2 separate regions of the Cyprinus carpio genome follow, and region 1 is linked to region 2. A link is a contact called in public Hi-C data. All regions are on one chromosome and are shown on one strand. The core of a region is the stretch at or near the end of the contact, and the rest is flanking DNA. Distances in the headings are between cores, read along the strand shown. Region 1 holds the start of lyst (lysosomal-trafficking regulator). Region 2 overlaps lyst (lysosomal-trafficking regulator).

Evidence for each region. Hi-C and Micro-C count contacts between places; a contact is called where the count stands out from the background.
Region 1: a contact with region 2 is called in a Hi-C map of red blood cells, with 3 times the contacts expected there. The contact joins the promoter of lyst here to the enhancer-like site in region 2. A contact is called at or near these places in 5 of 8 Hi-C or Micro-C datasets (liver, red blood cells and skeletal muscle).

What each region holds. Positions count from the first base shown.
Region 1 is chrB13:29,580,461-29,583,160 of ASM1834038v1, reverse strand. lyst (lysosomal-trafficking regulator) reads left to right here and starts at 1,449. Exons shown (of 54, transcript XM_042737589.1): 1 at 1,449-1,600; 2 at 2,063-2,296. The coding sequence starts at 2,216. nid1a (nidogen-1) reads left to right here. Exons shown (of 20, transcript XM_042737590.1): 20 at 26-502. The coding sequence ends at 156.
Region 2 is chrB13:29,538,400-29,541,248 of ASM1834038v1, reverse strand. lyst (lysosomal-trafficking regulator) reads left to right here. Exons shown (of 54, transcript XM_042737589.1): 14 at 602-758; 15 at 1,133-1,306; 16 at 1,431-1,591. Among protein-coding and RNA genes, the nearest start is that of LOC109112147, 41 kb to the right of the region's middle. Within about 2 kb of position 1,323, at least 1 of the 8 cell types and tissues checked has an H3K27ac peak or open chromatin away from gene starts, as enhancers often do.

The DNA.
Region 1 (2,700 bases), core at 200-2,699, 42 kb before region 2:
CTGAGATACTTACTGTTCCCATCAGGTCAGAACTACTGCTCCAGCAATAATGGCGGCTGCACTCACTTTTGTCTGGCGACACCAGCTGGGCGCTCGTGCAGGTGTCCGGATAACGCTGTGGGACTGGGCTGTGTGGAGCGAGAAGGATGGAACTGAAGATTCAAAGAGACGTGAGCAGACCTCCGGCGATGAAGAACATGGCAGTTGGATCTGAAAGCTTCCGTTACACCATGTCTCGTCTGAAAGATGCAATAAAGCCAACTCAGTATTATGCATCTGTGCCTTAAATATGATCATGGTGCTTTAAAGAGCAGCTAATGCTAACGAGGTCATTGTGAATTGTTTCGTGAATTTTCAAACAATTTTCAGCAAAACTAACAGTGTTACCCTGATACTTGAGAGTATCTCTTTTAAAAGATAAAGAAATGATACAATTGTGAAATAGCCTGACATAAATCAATGTTTACACACACATCTTTTCAATAAAATCATATTTTGTTTATTTAGCCTGGTCATTCTTATGTTTTTATAATACTTATTTTGTAATAATTTTAAAAAAGTCCTTGTTCACAGAAAATAGTAACCACCAGAGGGCAGCAGCTGCCTAGAAATCAGGAGAAAACTCCCTGCACAAACTATTAAATTGTCTAGTTATTCTTTCTTACTGTATTTATTTCACTAAATAAATCATACCATTCTTTAATTTATGTTATGAATGTTTGTATGTCCGTATTGTCATTTGTAACATTTACCAGTTGTGTTATCAAGTATTCTGGCCATTGAAAAATCCTGCAGATTTCTGTGGATTTTAGTAGGTAACTGGAAATGTAATACATTTAAATTAAATGAACAGAAACGATAAATATGGGTACCTTGAAAAAATAGATTTCATGAAATTATACATTTACGTTATAGATAGGAAATGTGTGTTTTATAGTATGAGGAAATTTCAAATAAAAGTTAAAATAAAAAAAATTTAGGTAATGAAAAAATATATATAATGATAAATACAACAGCTGGACAAGAAATATTACAGAACAAAATATTATTATGACTTGAATGTGCAAAAAATATTATAAATAGAGGTGTGCAGTAAATACTGTTTATACTGATACTAGTTATACAGTATTCAATGTGTTGCTTGTGTATATTAATATTTGTGTTATATTTGACGTTTAATACAAGAAAAGGAGGACTGAATCTAGCGCTTAAATAATGAATGAATCTCTGTACAAAAGAACTGTGACGTCATGGAACAGTGGCTCAAATCTGATCAGAGATCAGCGGTCAGGCTTAAAATCGTGCGTGACTGGAGCTCCCCGCAGCCTCTGCGCGGTGGCGTCATCACGTCAGCCCCGCCCACAGCGGGAACGAAAACGCAAGCGCCGAAGCCCCGCCCTAACAAGGGGGACACGATTGACGTCATCCGAACGCTTGGCGAAAGGGAGCGTCCTCACAGGCCACTGATATGATCGACAGTCCACTCAACCAATAGCCGCTTAGGATTCTGTTTTGTGGGCGTTATTTCCTGCACTGTTTTGCATGTCATTTTTTCTTCTAAATCGCTTGTGTATATGTTAGAAGGAAGACCGGAGACGAGGTACGTAAATTGTCATTGTTTTTAGACCTCAGACCTTGCGTTCAAATGTATAATATTGATTTGATGATTAAACATGCCTGGTTGGCATTCGTTCTACCTCATATTTGACAAAACTAAATCAGTGAGTGTCATAATAAGCTCTGCTGCAGAATATTCTTCTTCTTCAAAAAATCAACAAAACAACACACACAAACAAAAATCAATCTCTCTCTGCAGATACGAACCATTTTTTTGTAGTTAATGAATTTTTACTGGTTCATTCACGCTGATGTTGACGCCGAGGGTAATATAAGCCCCAACTTGTATCGCACTAATATCAATGCTTCATTTGTGTGCCTGCAACTGTAACCTGACAGCAACTGTCAGCCAGACTGGAATAAACTGACTTGAATGCGAACAGATCCAGTGCAGAGCCCGATTCGCGCCAGCCGTGAATTCAAAAGTTCTGTTTCATCTCTGTAGGCAGTAACGGATTTAACGGACTTCACGTCTCGCGAATGGACACCTAATGAAATGACGTGCTGTTCCCGCTCACGCAGCTCGGATTTCACCGCTGGATTTTAGAGCTTCGGTCACTGTTGTGGATGAACCGGAGCCGGTGCTGGTCAGCTGGACATGGCCAGCTCACACCTGGCTGATCTGTCCCAGGCCTGGGACAACTACATGGACAGCCGCGCGCAGGGCGCAGATCTGCAGGTGAGCCTTAATTAGTCACTAACTTAGACGATGAGCAAACTTTGTATGTGGGGGCTTGTCAAAGATTTGCTTGGAAGTCGGGAATAAACATTAAGTTTGAAACCTGTGTGTTCGCAAATGTGTTCTGGTTTAGTTACTAGACGAACAGATTAACTAAGTTGGTTCTGATTTGACTAGTTCTTGATCTGTATATTCACTTGAGCGTTCTCCGTTACTACACAAACAGATTTAACGTTACAGTTTAAGAATAACTATATTTAAATGTGTAGGTTTACTAGGATGTTCTGGGCTACTGGAAAAACAGATTAACTAGTTCTGATTTACTAGATCTTCATCTATAGACTAACTATAGTGTCTACACCTGTAGCCTTAGTTTAGGGTGTTCAGGGTTTCTAGACAAACAG
Region 2 (2,849 bases), core at 74-2,573:
TTTTAGTTTGAGTTTAGTAATGTTGTTATGTGCTTCTGTCATTGTCATTATTTATTTATATTTTTCTTTCAATTATTTCTATTTAGGTTTACGTCATTTTAGTACTTCAACTTTAAATTATTTATTCCAGCTAGTTACTAAGGCAAAATTTTTGTTTTTTTAAAGTTTAGTTTTTCATATGATGTTTGTATTATTTAATCATTAATTCATTTACAGACAATATTTCTTATTCTTTTAATTTAATTTTACATAATGTTGTGTACTCCTCTGTTGTGATTTTTTTTTAAATATTATTTGTATTATATTATTATTATTATTATTATTTTGTATTATTTTATTTTATTTTTTCTTTATTTTATTTAAGTTTTAGTAATTTTAGTGCTTAAACATATTTCTTTGTTAGTTGCCAAGGCAACATTTTTAATTTTTGATTTTAAGTTTTTCATATAAAATGTATTTTATTTGAATTAATTTTGTCTTTTATTCTATTACTGAAAATAAAGTTTTAGTTAACCATAGCAACAACAACAACAAAAAACCCATGAACATCATCACACTATATCTAATAGGTTTGATGAGTTAGTTTGGCTGTGTGTTGCAGAAGAGGCGTCGTCTCTGGCAGAGGAGGCCCTGCAAGGTCCCGCTCACGTCACGGAGCAGCAGACAGACAGATGCCTGCTCCATGTCCTCTCCATGGGCTCTAAGGCACTGATGCTTCAGGTGTGGGTGAACATCTCCACCGGAGCCTTTACCTTCAGGTGAGTGCAAAAACTGTAAAGTTGCACCGAGTACATTTTCCCCTCAAAAAGACTCCTCTAAAGTGGATGACAGTGGTGTTTCATGAGGCCAGTATATGTTCCACTGCAAAGTCACTCCATTGTTGTATAAAACACCACTTTAGACTTGAATAGTAATATTTAAAAATAATAATAAAATTACTAAAAATGTAGTTAAAATTATAATGAAAACTGAAATTGTAACTAAAATCTAATTCAAAACAGTAAAGAAAAATACTGGCTTGCAGATAGAAAGATTATTTGTGCAAAGTTGGGGTCATTTCCTTGCACAAGCGACAAAAAGTAAATGTTGTCAGTGCTATATTAGTAAAGTGGCTCTTGATTTGTGAGTTCAGGATCTGCATCGATCCAAACGACGAGATGAAGGCGGGTCTGCTGGCCCAGGCGGAGTCTGGAGATGGTGTGCTGACAGCAGGCAGGTGGCAGCACTTGGCTCTCACGTACTCACAGCAGCCCGAGGGCAAGAAGAACATCCACGGTCAGCTGACCCTCTGGGTGGGCGGCATTCGGTGAGTCTGCATCTGCAGTTGGTTGGTGGATGTTTTAAAGGGGCAGTTCAACCAGGGCTGCAGACATCAGTTCCTCATGCAGTCAGAATCATGTTTTAATCAAGCCTTCCTGTGCCACATACAGGAAGTGTGACGTCTCGCTAGACTTCACTCTGCCCAGGAAGTCCAGTTTGTCATCGGACAGTAATAAGACCTACTGCATGCTTGGACACTATCAGCACCCCTCAGAGGAGCAGGCCAGCCCAAGTGCACACTGGGATATGGGCACGCTGCTGCTCTTTAATGGTATGAAACCAGTTCCCATAAGACCTTCCCTACAGTGTTTTTGTTTTTCATCAGAACAATCTGATTTTTTTTACTTTAATCTAAAACTTTTAAAAACATATTCATTAAATGAAAGACAGCTGAAAATAAATGTTAGATGAAAAACATAAACTTAATGGAAAATTAAAAATGTTGCCTTGGCAACTAACTGAAGTTTAAGTTGAAGCACTAAAACCAGTGTAAATACATATTTATAAATAATATTTAAAATAAATGATAGTTATGTATGGAAGTGATGTTGCTGGTAACGTGGGATCTTCCTGCTGCTGGAGGTTTCTGTGCATGAGCCACAAATTCTCCACATTCCCTCCACACAACACACTTCTCTAAACAGAATAGCCCTTCTGTTTCTACTAATAGGTCACAAACCACCCCATCCCAACCTCACAAAAACTCTAAAACACTCAAATGCTCCAATACACTCCCATACTAAACTCAACTTTTTTTTTTTTTTTTCTTTGCTTATTATACTATACTTCACATCACATCTTTCCCCACACAACACACTATATTACTGTTATTTACTAGTCTATGTCATTGAGGATTTTGTAAAGTCACATATTTTACATTATTTAGGGCGATATAGCTTAATGTCAATAACGTTGCGCTAACTTGTCTGTAAAACATGTTTTTGGTCTGCTCAATGGTTTATGTGATGAGACAACAGTTTTGATCGGGACAAACTTATTTTAAAAACGTTTTGTAAAATGATAATTTAATCAATATTTTATAGAGTTGTACACACAAATTGGTATATATATATATATATTTATATATATATATATATATATATAATTTTAGAAAATGTATGTATTTATTTTATTATTTGGTAAATGTTGAATCTATATCTGCCATGTAATTGTCTGTGAAGCTGATATGGCAACTATTATAACTACTGGAAACATATTTGTTAATTGAAATGAAGTGCAAATAAAAAAACAATATAAATAAATGTTAGATCAAAAACTTTAAATAAAAATAAGAAATGTTGCCATGTCAACTAAGATAAATATATTAACTTTAATTTGGTGCACTAGCGTTAATTAATTACTGGAATAAAAAAAAAAAACTAAAACAAAATAAAAATAAATTGTCTAAATAGCAATATTAATAAAATAGAAAAAGTGACAAAAGCACATTGTATAGTTACTAAAAATACTAAAATAAAATTTAAATAAATTTAAATACAACAATCTTAAAACATTTTTCATTTTTTAAA